Linked DNA regions of Mus musculus: regions 2 and 3 are each linked to region 1. A link is a contact called in public HiChIP or PLAC-seq data. All regions are on one chromosome and are shown on one strand. The core of a region is the stretch at or near the end of the contact, and the rest is flanking DNA. Distances in the headings are between cores, read along the strand shown.

Region 1 (4,565 bases), core at 1,282-3,781:
ACTGACTGTTATTCAAACATTAATTCATGAGAGCAGAAGTCCAGGGAAGGGTTGAGAAGTGCACCTTGGGTCACACTGCAGTGACTGCCAGGCTAAGCATGGGCCCTTTGTGCCCCGGCCTTGCCTAGCACAAATTTCCTGGGTTTTATGTGTACTGCTTAAACAACTAACCAGGTTTGTAGCCGTAATATTAACCTGTACTTTCAAATATTTTGCATACATTAATCCCTTTATTATACCCATGCCCTCCAGTACAAAGTAGCAGTTTCCTTCTAAAGAAGGGACAAAGAAAATAGATAAAGATATTCAATCCCATTCTTATGAACACAAATTTTATATACATTAAAAAGAAAAATAGGCATCCAGGCTCGGTGGTCTGTGCCCATCGCCCAGATGTCTGGGAGGCTAAAGCAGAAGGTCACGCGGTGAGGACCTGCCTATCAAAATGAGCAAGGCTCTGTCTCTAAATTTAAAAGTACAAAGGTTTGAAGCAAAGCAGCAGAGTGTTTGTTTGCTTAGCATGCGCAAGGCACTGACTTTGCTATCAGGACAGCAAAACAAAGAACCAACCAAGCAAAACAAGGGCTGTGTTTTGAAATACAGTATCAAGTTAAACAATGCTTACAATTTCTAATCAGCTTCTTCTTGGGACCTTATCTGCCACACCACTGGGCTGGCTGTAACTGGCATTTCTGGGCAATTACTATGGTTGTTTTATTGAGGGATAAGAAGGCTTTAGTCCCTGGCCAGGAAATCTTTCTTCCCAGGGATGGAGGCTTGCTTGCTTTTTTTCTCCCTTTTCACAGAAGGCCCATAGTGCCTTTAGACACTTGGTTTTGGACTATTTGTTGATCCCTCATTCTGCATTTGGACTGAATGACTTTGTGTCCTGCCTGGTTGACAACTCCTTACGAAACATACTGTGACTTGAAAGGCCTGGTCTGAGTCAGGCTAATCAGACACAGCTCTGAAGGAGGCATGGAAAAGTACTATCATAGATCTTGCTTGCCTAAAACACGGGCTTCGGGTCATTTTCCCAGGAAAAAATCAGGGTAAAGGGAAAGCAAATTTGAAAAAAAAAAATACACAAAACGACGACGAAGACAACAACAACAGAACCCACACACTGGAAAACCAGAACAAGGTGCAAAGAGAACTCAAATGACAATGACCCTGAAGTGACAATACAAAGACCTTGTAGAGAAAGCCAGGAGGCAGTTCCTGAGTGGCATCCCCTGCAGACAGCGAGGCATCCACAGCACCTGCAGATGCAGGCAGAGTTGCCTGAGAATCCAGAGGCGTGGGCTCTGTAGCCACTTCCTGCTTCTCACCCGCTGAGCCCTGGGCAGCCACATCCTCAGCGGCCTCCCTCGGTTCAGTACCCGTAGCAGTTTCTTGGTGTTCTCCTTCTCCTTCATGGTTGGAGGCTGGCTCAATGACAACAGAAGGGATGACCTGGTGGGTAGAGAAATGGACAGCGTCATGGCCTGGAAAATGATAGGTGTACTTGCTCCTAGGTCAGTGTCTTCTCCCAGCCACCCACTTTCTCTGTCCCACTAACCCACAGTTCCAAGCCCACTAAGTTTGCAGACTGTAGACCTACACCTTGTGTTTGTCCTGACTTTTTCACTGTCTCTCTTGAGTACTAAACAATTAGTGGGAATTCTATCTTGATCCTTGAGCAGACACACTCCTGGAAAATGGGAGGGTCCTACGAGGGTTTGCCATGGTTGTTCATGACCGCCCATGTGGCCTGGCACATACTGACTTTGATTGCTGCAGGGCAACAGGAGGAGACAGAACCACCTCTAACTTCCTGTGTGTGCTCATCTGTTTCCTTGAAAACTGGGATAAGCTTCTATAAGAGAGGCCCTCTAGGGAATCTGAGATGCTCTAATAATGATAAACATGAAGTAGTGATAATAGTAATTCAGAGACACTACTTATACTGAGTTCCCAGCAAAGGCTTTGTAGGGAGGGCAATCACTCAAATAGCTCTATCATTTTTATCACACTCCTCCTTCCCTTCTCCATTATGGGTTTTCTCATTGTGGTGGTCTGAATAAAAATGGCCCCCATGGACTCATAAAGAGTGGCATCATGTGATGTTTGGAGGAAATGTGTCACTATGGTGGGAGGTGGACTTAGAGGTTTCAGAAGCTCAAACCAGGCATAGCAGCACACTGTCTCTGCTGCCTGTGGACCCAGAAGTAGAACTCTCAGCTCCTTCCCCAGCACCTTGCACCAATGTCCGCATGGCACCACACTTCCCACGACAGCTGTAATGGACTAAACCTCGGAACTATAAGCCAGCCCCAATTAAATGCTTTCCTTTATAAGAGTAGCTGTGGTCATGGTGATTGTTCACAGCAATAGAAACCCAAAGACACTCCTCATCTGTGCCCTTCCCCCAGCCTTGAGTAGGCTAAACAAACCCACACATGTTTTACAACCAAGCTGCAGTCATCTGGCCTCACTGCATTTGCGATTTCCTACAGGGGGTGTGAGGAGTAGACCACCTGCTGAGCGGGTTTTGCAACTCAATCCAGCTGAAACAAAGGATGGGAGGGGAGGTCTGTGGGCTTTCCCTATATAAACACAGTGCGGAATCTTAAACTTTGAGCCTTGATCAGAACTTTGTCTTGGCTTACCCTGTCCGTTTTCATTTCCAGCCCCCCTTCCAGGTAACACAGTTCATCCACAGCCATGGATGGCTACACTCATCTATGCTTTATTCCCTCTATCATGACTGAAGCTTCTTTCTCCTTCCGTGTTTCGGCCACAGGTGTAGGAAGTCCATTCCACACACAGGCAGCTACTGCCCAGCCAAGTAGGAAAGACCCCTCTAAACAGTGCTCTTCTAAGTTCCTCAAGGAACCCTTACCTGAGGAGCACCCGCTTCGGGCTCCACTGGTTGAGGGCTCTCACTGATTGCAAGCTCCGTGCTTTCCCCGTCAATTTTGGCTCCCTCTGGACTTCCTCCTTCTCCAGCAGGGAGGGCTGCCTTCTCTGCCTCTGCTTCCTCCACCGGGGCACCCTCAGTTGGCACTGCAGTTTCCACAGTCTCGCCAGTATCAGTTGCGGGAGGGATCTGTAAGGTAGAGGGAAGTCACTATGCCTGTGTCTCCACAACCTTCACGAGGCCTCAGGCCCACTCCATCATTCTTCCTTAACTGCTAAAGCCCTAGCACTGAGCTGCTTTGCCATAAACAAAATTCCAGGAGTCGGGCAGCAGAAACTGCTTATTCAGAGCACACTCTTCCTCAGAGCATCCAATGATATGGATTCAGTGTCCCTTGGTTTTCCCTGCAGCCACGTATGGTGGATGGCATTGAAACAGGTGACATTGAAAGTATAACAACGTAAAAACAGAATTCTAGGCCTTTAGGCCCAGGCTTGGGAATGTGGCCTTTGTAAAGGTATGCTAATCATAAAAGAGATAGCGACATTCCTCCACCCACCCGCTTCCTGGGTTCAAAGAGTGCTCATTCAAAGAAAGTCACCCTGGCCATTACCAGAACCTGCAATGCAAATGTGCTATTGTTAGAGGCTCTTAGAAGCTGTCTTGAGAGTTAACAATTACCAGGTATTCCTTGTGACTCTTGTAACTTTACACTTCCTTGTGACTCTTAACTGGTATCTTTGGTATCTTCCAACAACGCCCTCCCCACTTCCTTGAGTTTCTGGTTTCTTCCTTTAAATACCCCCTTACCCAGCTACTCGGGGCGCCACGGTCCTCTACCCCTGCGTGGTGTATGACCATGGGCCCGAGAGCGCTCTTGAATAAAAATCCTCTTGCAATTTGCAGCAAGACCCGTTTCTTGTGGGTGATTTTGGGGTGTCGCCTCTCCTGAGTCAGAATGTGGGGGAGCCCTCACATTGTGGGTCTTTCAACATATACCATTATTTAGAGGATATTGGTAATTGGTGGGTGGATCTTCCTCAATAAGCTATTGTGTTTGTTGTTGTTGTTGCTGCTGCTGCTGTTGCATGAAAGCAGATTGCAGTGGATTGAGCTTTAGGGAGCACCTGTTACAACACTGAAGAGACCTGGGCTCCTGTGAGGCCTGGCTCATGGAGAAAGAACACAGTGTCCCATCATGTAGTCACAATCACGATGGCTGTACTTTGTGATGTTCGCCACATCTGTGTAGATAAGGCTTCACAGCTGAATCACCTTCAGGGAACGGGATGAAGGTGGGGTTTCCCCCAAAAGAACACTAGGGGATGAGGGGATCAGAGGGGATCAGCAATACATAAATCCCCATGGAGCCATCTGCTGGCTAGGGGAATGGCACAATCAGACTTTGAGTCTTTACTAAATGAAGCAAAATTGAAAAAGTTTCCAGTAGTATTTAAAATGTGTGCTGATGAAATAAAGGGGGCACCGTCACAAGTTTTAAATTTGGACCACACTGGTTTAAAGTCTAACCTTTAATAGGACTCTAGTAATATCGGCATAGCAGACCTGAAGGTAGACTAAAAAGGACTACTGAGAAAGAATGCTAAGTCTGAGTTTATATAGTATACCCAGGACACATATTGCAAAAATTGGTCTAGCTTTC
Region 2 (4,565 bases), core at 1,431-3,930, 330 kb after region 1:
AATGTCTGCCAACTATTATTTAGATTGCCCCACATTCGTCCAATATGAAGTTACACTTTATGACAAAAAGACCTTTCATGTAAATCTGCTGTTTCTAATGGCCCTTTCTCTGAAGCTCGACTTAAGGACTATAGACACACGCAGGAGGTGTTTTGGTAGAACACACATACTATGGCTGTCTCAGAGTCTGCTGTCTACGTATTCCCGAGTACGCTGACCTGTGTACAGTACAGTCTGGAAGGTAAGAGAGGTTTCCTGTCCTACAGCAGCAAGCGTGCAGCCTATGAAGTCTACTATTTCCACTACTAGCACCTTTTCAAGAGTCTGGCTATCTTTGTTTTAAATTATACAGATAAAGTTGAGATCAAATCTGTATCTATCCAATAATCTCTTACTTTCCTCACAAACACCAGGTAATAGACATTATGAGTTATTTTGTTTTAGGTTGGTAAGACTATGACTACTATGTATTTATTTTTCTTACCTCTTTCCAAATGCATATACTTTCCAAAGAAAATCTATTCAACTTTGTAGTAAGAAACAAGGGTTTTGTTTGTTTGTTTGTTTGTTTTGTTTTCTGTTTTTGTTTTTGGTTGTGTATTTATTAAGGTTTGGCCCTCCATACAAGATTGAACTAGAAGGCAGGTCAGGTACTGATCCACATGTCGAAGACCAGCTTCTTCCTTCACTTGCAGACAGTGATATTTTAGAGTCACCCACCTAAGGATCACTACACTATGGAGCATTGTAACGCAGACAAACTCAAAGAGAAAAACAAGAGTGAACAACATCCCAGTCTAAGGACACCATTAGTAACTCTACCACAGAGCTACTGCTATTAATGTAAAGGCTTACTATAAATACTAAATATCATTTAAATATTCTTCTACCATTGTAATCATTAATGTCACTATAACAATGTATCATGAGAAACTATTGTAACTTATTTGATCAACTTTCTTATTTCTCATTTTTTTATTTCTATCCATGAGTATTATAAATAATAACAGCATGCTCAGTATACTTAAATATAAAATGTTAAGGACATTACTTAGGCTCAATGACTAGATATATAAAGCTGCCAGATCAATGGTTAGATGTTTTATCTTTTTGTCTGATTCCTTCTTTAATGCACATGTCTAAATTTGTCTTCAGCACAGGAGCAACCGGGTGAAGGGCTCAGAGAATACTTTTCTAATGTGTGACAAAAACGCATGGCTGCAGACAACTGAAGATCCACAACTATGGGACTGGCTGCTTTTCTCCCTAATTGCTTCTGGACATCTGTCTCCTCTTTACTTCCCCCAGCTGCCTTCTCTTTCCGGTGAACTTCTGAGTTTATAAGAGCCCTACTCTCCCTTCCGGCCCCTCGCTTACTAAGGAAATTATTGAATCATCTCAGGAAAATATCTCACAATGCCAATCACGTTATGAACAACGAGCCAGGGCCTCTATGCCATTGAATTATAAACAACGAGCCAGGGCCTCTATGCCACTGAATTATGAAATATGCAGGTGACTTAGGTTTACCCTCAGCTCACGGCCATGAAAAACTCAAATGAGCCGAACGATCAAAACTAAAGACAAAGAAAGGATGATATGAAGATCAACACCTTTGACTAAGCCACCAAAATCAACCACACGTTCCATAAACAGCCAAGGAACTGCGGTGGGATCATGGGAAACTAAAACAGAACTCAACAAATACAGCATCATTCTGAGAACAGAAAAGGGCAATTAGTTTGCCCATCATAGAAAAGGAAAGCACAGCTGGGCGTGGTGGCGCACGCCTTTGATCCCAGTACTCGGGAGGCAGAGGCAGGTGGATTTCTGAGTTCAAGGCCAGCCTGGTCTATAGAGTGAGTTCCAGGACAGCCAGGGCTACACAGAGAAACCCTGTCTCGAAAAACCAAACCAAACCAAACAAAAAACAAAAAACAAAAAACAAAAAAAAAAAAAAAGAAAAGGAAAGCACATCTTAAAGTCTGTACTTGTAAAATAAAGTGGTGCTTCATCCTAGCACCACAGTGTTCAGATGAAAATATCAGGTTTGCCAGAAACCAGTCATGAGTACAATAAATCTGTAATGATTTGGATTTAATAGAAAGACCAAGTAAACGACCTTGATGGAAGTTCCCCAGCCAATAATGAGTGTCACATTGTCCTTCCAGCAGAGGCTGCAGGGGTACATGTCTGGGCGAAGACTTATGTCATCTCGGGGCACATTGCTGATTCTTTGCTTTGAGGTGATGTCAAAAACCTTCACACCCTACAAACCAAAGCAACATTAAATTAAGTGTCTTGTATCTCAGAGAGGGATCGAGCAAAGCAAGACGTGTCGCACTCAAACCCATAACGCTGTTCACTGGGCACGCCCAGGAGCCATACAAGGCCATGGACTTTCTTTATACAAACCCTTTGAGAACCAAAGCTGCAAGGCTCCTTTCTGGACAAAGGCTGTTATTAGTGGAGGGCGTAAGTAACACAAATCCAGCACAAACATGTTTTGCACAGAGACACCAAGTTTGCTTTCAACCTGATAGGTGGCGAGCATTTCTAAAGGAATTCTTCGGAAAGAGAATGAGTTTTAGTTTTTCAGAAAGCTTTGGGTCTGAAAACCCATCCATTCAAAGACAACATGTGACCCTTCAGAGTGCTCAATGGAACCTTCAAGTGCCTCTGGCTGATCAGGAGCCTGGAGACTGGCTGTTGTGAGGACAATCCCAGCAGCAGGGTTGAACTGAGACAATGTCAACTCTTTCTGACCAAATGCAACTGATTTTCTCAGCTACGTGTTGAAATTTCAGAAAACATGACAGATATGAAAAAGACTACTCTTTAAACTTCCTCCAAGCCCCACTTTACATAAAATAAACTTTAAGTGCAATACTGAGAGTACAATACACTTTTCAAATGACAGGCCCATGATTATACCTGGAGTAAAGAGGAAGTCACAACTTGCTTCTCTCAGTGCTCATGAGCGCCGGGTGAATGGCATTTCCAGAGCACATGCCTGAAGCAGCCCTGCAATGATTAAGGTGGCTTTTCATTTTCTTCGTTGCTCTGTGCCTCACTTTCTTCCTCTAAAGAGATTTTAGTCCACAATGTGTTGGGAATTGCTGTAGTATGAAAACCCAGGCGATCTGACTTCCTTAAGCTGAGGTGTGGTATCAATCACCCATACCTATCAGAATTCTAACTCCACCGAGTCTCTGTCCTGCCCTTTCCATCTGGCAATCTGCTGCCACTGTGCAAGTGCTAGAGAGACAGACAAGTGCCTTTACCATATTGTTGGCCCAAGCAATCAGATGGCCTCTCCACTTCACACTCCTTATGTTTCCTTCCCCTTCGTGTAGCACAGAAGACTTCCATCTGTTCATCCAGGTCCGTTCAAACAGCAGCAGCTGAGGACACAGCAAAACACAGGCTTTCAGGTCTCCAGAGTCACACAGAAGATCCTTCACTCATCCTCTCTGCCTGTCAGTGTTACCAAGTGACAAACAAGCCGCTCTCAGTATTTTTTTATGCTTATTTTAAATAGATACCCTCGTTTTGGAAACAATCCCCTACATATCTTGAACTGCCTGAATTCCTATTTAAATTAGACGAGCACTGAGGATATGACAAGTCTCAGCCACAAGATGGCACCAAAACACCACGACTCGGGGCAAACAATGCCTTAGTGAATCCAGCTTCAGGACGGCTTTTCAACTGGGAACTAATTAACTGTGTAAACCGGGAAATCAGAACCTTTTAAGTTTCTCACTGACAAAGAGAGTCATCACAGGTTCAACTGCTTTAGTTGGAAGCGAGCATCTTTTTTTTTTTTTATTTAATCCAAAGCAAATAATGTGACATTATCTTTTTAACAGTAAATCAAATCACAAAGTATGAACCATTTGCTTTAAGATTTGGGATCTTTACATTTTCCACAGTAGCTAGACACTATATAAAGATTAGAATCTATTGTGAAGTCCCACTGACTATTTTAAAATAAAATATAACTGGTCAAAACTCCTTAATTCTGAAGAAGACACAGGTCTGATAATTCATCCACTGAGAACATATTCTTCTTGATATACTCAACTTCAACTCTTTAAGCAGTGCCACCTATAGCATGTATCGCTGAAAGCACAACAACCAGACGTATGTGTGTTACTGCTGTCTGCTACACTGAGGACAGAGGCTGAGAGAGGTCTGGGGTGAGGCGGAGATGAGCTTCACTATTGTCGGCCTAGAATGCTGGTGTAGATAGAGTTCTTGGTCTACTATCCCTCTGCCATCATACTCTAGGATTGTTGGCAGGTGCCACCATTCCTGGCAAGAGAATTTTTAAAATTCCTTTCAGTTTACCTCAGTGTTTTGTGTATCTACTACCAGGCCCTAAGTATAAGGGAGGAAACATCAGGGGCAACCTAGAAATTGATGCTATACAATTAAAGTTATATATGACAACCACAGATAAACTAAAAACATGGCAACTACTGAGCACAATATGGAGATGGACAAAATCAGGACTATCAGTCAGTGTGTCTGTCTATCTACCTACCTATAAATATCTGTCT
Region 3 (4,565 bases), core at 1,301-3,800, 300 kb after region 1:
AAGCATGTCAACAGCTTTCTGAAATATAAATACAGCCATAGTCACTTGTCTGCCACACAAGAACAGTAAACAAACTGCAATCCATAAACCACCACAGTTACAGGTCAGGCCTTGTTTCTTACACTTAAGAAGCACCTAGCTTCATAAACGGTCCTTATATAAAATGCCACCTGTAGAGGAATGCACACTCAAATGTGTCTTAATCCAAGGTCTGTGTGCTGTATTTTGTATATTGTTAAACTGCTGTGATGCTCTATTCTTACCAAATGTGAGAGTTCCTAATGTATTCAAAATATGCAACATGTTTTAGCCCCTTGATGTCTCAGCTAAGTTTACATTTCCATGTGATCCTTGGTAACTCTGGAGAATACCACATTATCACAATCACAGAAGTGAGCAAGGGTTAGCCTGAGAGCAGGTTAACCTCAGGGAGACAAATGAAATGCCTGATTCCCAAGTACATAAAACTGGTGGACTTTTTTTTATATCATCTATTGCGTTCATAAAACACCAATTAGCTTATGACAAGAGGTAGTGGGATGGTAGCCCACCAGACAGAACACTAGGTTCTTGTTGACTTTGCAACTGAAGTCTGTTACAGATGTCATTTTTCTCTATAAATAAGTGTGTTTGATTATTCCAAAGAACTTTTCTAACTAGAAAACTATGATATCTTAACTCTGGTTCAAATTCTTTAAATAGCGATGAGTTTCAGTTCAACCATCTTTTTCTCACTGGTGCATACAGTAATTAGACTTTCAAGACACAGGGGAAAATGGATAAGGAAACTATAACTCTTCTAAATCGTATACTTGTTTATTTGAATGTGTTCACGCACACATGTGCACATGCACGCGCCTTACAGCATGTGTGGCCCAAGGACAACTCGGAGGAGAAGGTTCTTTCCTTCTATCCCAAGGATCCTAGGGACTAAACTCAGGTCTTCAGGCTTGGTGACAAGTGCCTTTACTGTCTGAGCACTCACTCTGTGACTAAATTATATATGAGCAGCTCATCTTTTTTATTAGTGTATTTCTGTGAGTAATGGGTTTCATAAAGATTTTCTTACAAGTACACCATGAACTTTGACTACTTTCATTCCCCCATACTCTGGAAGGAGTCTTACTAGTCCCTTGGTTCTTCCAGCCTGCCTGCCTGCCTGCTTTCCCTTCTTCCTGTTTTTGTGAGACAGGGTCTCACTATGTAGCCCTGACTTGCCAAGTCAACCTTTTCTTTCCAAGTGGCTTTTGGCTTTAGTCTTTATCACCACAAAAAACAAGCTAGGACACGGTTTAAAATTTAGGCTCTAAACCGAAGTTCATTTAAATTTCCATGTAGAGACAAAGATTAAAACAGTGCAATAAACGAAAGTATAGGCTGTTTTTCTTTCTTATGAATTACATAGATTGTTTTGTTTTTAAAGTTCAAATACCTCTGATAAAGCACTACACTGATGTTGGGGCACAGCCCAGTGGAATAAGCTGTGCTTATTATATACAAGGCTTGATCCCTATCTCTCTCCTATCAACCACAAGAAAAGTGCCTGACATTAAGCTACAATGGCTTTCACAACAACTATGCAAAGAAAGGTGCGTCAGAGGGTTTTAAGCATGGCCAGCATATGGTCAAGTATGTGACTCACTTGGGCAAGTGGCCATGACTAAACCTTTGAATAGTTAACAGTTAATACATAGTAATAAGAAAAGTATTACCTCTGAATCAAAATCCATTAATAACACAATTTTATCCTTGATGGAGCTGAAAAGATTATGCTTGTGTATCAGTTGGAAAACATCTTTATGTCTTAACGTTAAGTATATTTCCAGAGCATTGCCATAATTTTTGTCATAGGTGTACCTGATAATAAAAAATTAATACTTATTAATTGTTATAACTAAAATGCACAGATATTATGTTTCATAATAGTAAAAGCTGAAATAGTTGTTCAAAGAGAAGAGTTTACTACGGCAAGTGTTCACTGAGATTTAAAATGCATGGTCCCCTGGTACTCCTTTCAGAAGCCTGACTTTCCTCTCATCAAATTTGCAAAACTGTGTAATATTCAAGTAATAAGTGTTTCTTCTTGCAACCTCAGCCTCCACGATGTATAGACATCTATATTTCAGACATGAACCTGTGGTCCAGAATGAAGGAAAAGCTCTTCTTAATCAATAGAGGAATTGGTCTTAATTCCTGTACATAATGTTCAGCTGACAAATACATTATATTTCAGGAGCTCATTTGTAGGGGTGTTGTATAAAACTAAAACATATTTTTCCATTGAAACAATGTTTTCACACACAGTCCCTCATGTAAGCCAGGAGAGCCAGCTGACCAGAAATTACCCCGCTGTTCGTACTAACAGTATTAAAGAGTCCAGTTGCCCCAGAAGATGCTTCTGAGAGAAACCAGAGTGCTCTGCATAAGGATGCCACAACCATGACTCCCCTGTGCCAAGGCTCATGCAGCCTTTTCTCCAACTCTGACAGAATTGGTCAGAGAGGGCAGTGTGAGGTCTGTGGCTCCTGAGGAAGGCATGTAGCAGGCCCTCCTTCTCGGACTGGCCTGTGGTACACCATCTGGCGCCCTACCCTGAGGTTCCTTGAGGGTCTAGCTCATCTTTGTGTTCAGACATATGGCACAAAAGCCAGATGGGAGTACTCCCAAAAGAAAAACATACTCACCAAACATCACTTGCTGAGCCCTAACTTTCAAGTCTGAAAGTATCCCTATAACGAATGTGCCCTGTAATTTTACAGATAAAGATGCGGGTTCAGAAAAAGCAATAGACTTGCAGACTTAAAAATAACAGAATCCAGAACCTGTCTCACTGGGAAAGCCTGAGGGAGCCTGGTACTCTCCTCGCCAGGACCCGTCCACACCACACCATTCCTCTGGCAGACAGATCTCACTATAATGCAGCTTCACACACTCATCGTCCAGTTATTCACTGAGACTTAGAAAAAAGATCCCAACTAAGTAGACGGCGGAAAATGAAAGGGCCTTGTCCCCATTCTGAGATTTCAAGAACTAAAACATACTCACAATTCTGCCAGTGTTTTCAATAACGTTTTGTTCTGACTGTCCTTCTTCAGGTGGTCTCGAACTGCCTGAACTATCACGGAATTGTTATATAGATCTCCAGGCCACTCTCTGATCAATGTGGCAAAGCCCTAACCAGAAAGAACAGCAGAAAAAGAACACTCTTCATAGGGTGGTACTGTGATGTTCACAGCTGGGTTTCAATCTGCCCTCTTTTGTTATTTAACCACTCCCCAGTGCAGGCCATTAAAGGATAGTGCATTATAAGAGCACCTTCAGAGGGTCCAGCCCCCTTGCCCAGGAAGGAAGAATGCTAAGTAAGCACACAAGGCCTCTCTGGGTTTTCCCTCCTCTCTATTAGCCATCATGCCTATGCAATGAACTTTCCATAAATGTCTAACATGCCAAGGTTTAGTGATTTCCTGACTGGCAAAATGGAAGGCAAGAAAACGGAGAAGCCGGGACTCCAGAGAAGTGGTCCAGCACTCCTGAGGATAAGTGGACGGATAAGTGGATGGACTGGGACTCACATTCCCCTGCCTCAGCTTCCTGAGCAGCTGGGGTTACGAGTGTGCACTACTGAGCTTAGGGTTCTTCCATTTGCTTGTAGTTTTTACAACCTGATCTTTAGTGTTTGTACAGGACAACATTTTTCATGGGGAGTTCTTATGAAACACTGCTACTTGATTCATTATATGAATCACTCATTTAAAATTAAACCTTAAAATGAGAAAAATAAAAAATAATACTTAAATTATTTCTATAGTTTAATGACAATAAAAATGATTTCTTCCTCAGTGGTCCTAATGAGGCAGACATGACACAATGTGCAGGAGAAGTCTCCAGACTCACAGTCAAGGCTGACTTTCTCCAGCCACTCAGAACAAGAATTAGTAGGATAATTTGGGTGATGTAATTTAAATCACTTTCATATAAAATCCATCTGACACCAATGTGAAAGCATAAAAAAGTCAATTTCTAGATTTTGTAACACATGCTGAGAACAAGCCTTGTTTGTGGGAGAATTCCTTACCTCATAGTCACTTTCCAGAAATTCGTGCAAAATCATTTCATAGATGAGTGGTTTCAGAACTGGGTCCCCTCGAGGTAAATAGGGACTAATTGCCTGGGGAGGAAGGAAAAGTCCTTTCAGGTAAGACACTAGTGTCCCAAACATGCAGACAGCAGAACAGCAGAGTTTTAACCTTCAAAATTTTAGGTATCAGGATACTTTGGAACACTAAGAAAAGATTCAGATAAACTCTGCTACCTATCAGGAAGCTACAAAATATTTCTGAAAGTGTGTAGTGAGTGAGTGTGTGTGTAGGAATCAATAGTACAAAAGTGCATTAATCTTTACTCTTTTCTTTTTAATTAATTCATGAAAATCCAATAATTAGAATAACTACTTCTTTTAACTTTCCTTATACTTGGTATAACACATCAATTAATACTTTAAAAGTCAACCATCTTATGAAGCAAGCATGCCACCAGCGTGTGACATTGCCACCAGTGTGTGACAA

What was found. HiChIP or PLAC-seq counts read pairs in DNA pulled down with a chosen protein or histone mark.
Region 2: a contact with region 1 is called in an H3K27ac HiChIP or PLAC-seq map of embryonic stem cells, with 4 times the contacts expected there. The contact joins two enhancer-like sites. A contact is called at or near these places in 1 of 15 datasets of contacts at CTCF or cohesin (the G1E-ER4 cell line), 2 of 484 Hi-C or Micro-C datasets (adipose-derived mesenchymal stem cells and embryonic stem cells), 2 of 115 datasets of contacts at active chromatin or transcription factors (both in embryonic stem cells) and 1 of 9 other capture datasets (adipose tissue).
Region 3: a contact with region 1 is called in an H3K27ac HiChIP or PLAC-seq map of embryonic stem cells, with 6 times the contacts expected there. The contact joins two enhancer-like sites. A contact is called at or near these places in 4 of 484 Hi-C or Micro-C datasets (brain, cortical neurons and embryonic stem cells) and 6 of 115 datasets of contacts at active chromatin or transcription factors (SST interneurons, VIP interneurons, embryonic stem cells and 1 more).

What each region holds. Positions count from the first base shown.
Region 1 is chr13:19,136,062-19,140,626 of GRCm38.p6, reverse strand. It overlaps Amph (amphiphysin), which reads right to left. Exons shown (of 21, transcript NM_175007.2): 18 at 2,885-3,091; 19 at 1,195-1,455. Among named protein-coding and RNA genes, the nearest start is that of Gm31887, 55 kb to the left of the region's middle. Within about 2 kb of position 2,531, at least 59 of the 459 cell types and tissues checked have an H3K27ac peak or open chromatin away from gene starts, as enhancers often do. A contact at or near this core is called in embryonic stem cells, where this site is marked.
Region 2 is chr13:18,809,271-18,813,835 of GRCm38.p6, reverse strand. It overlaps Vps41 (VPS41 HOPS complex subunit), which reads right to left. Exons shown (of 29, transcript NM_172120.4): 8 at 3,285-3,404; 9 at 2,123-2,269. Among named protein-coding and RNA genes, the nearest start is that of Vps41, 94 kb to the right of the region's middle. Within about 2 kb of position 2,680, at least 27 of the 459 cell types and tissues checked have an H3K27ac peak or open chromatin away from gene starts, as enhancers often do. A contact at or near this core is called in embryonic stem cells, where this site is marked.
Region 3 is chr13:18,840,761-18,845,325 of GRCm38.p6, reverse strand. It overlaps Vps41 (VPS41 HOPS complex subunit), which reads right to left. Exons shown (of 29, transcript NM_172120.4): 17 at 4,076-4,168; 18 at 3,046-3,173; 19 at 1,713-1,857; 20 at 1-18. Among named protein-coding and RNA genes, the nearest start is that of Amph, 110 kb to the left of the region's middle. Within about 2 kb of position 2,550, at least 9 of the 459 cell types and tissues checked have an H3K27ac peak or open chromatin away from gene starts, as enhancers often do. A contact at or near this core is called in embryonic stem cells, where this site is marked.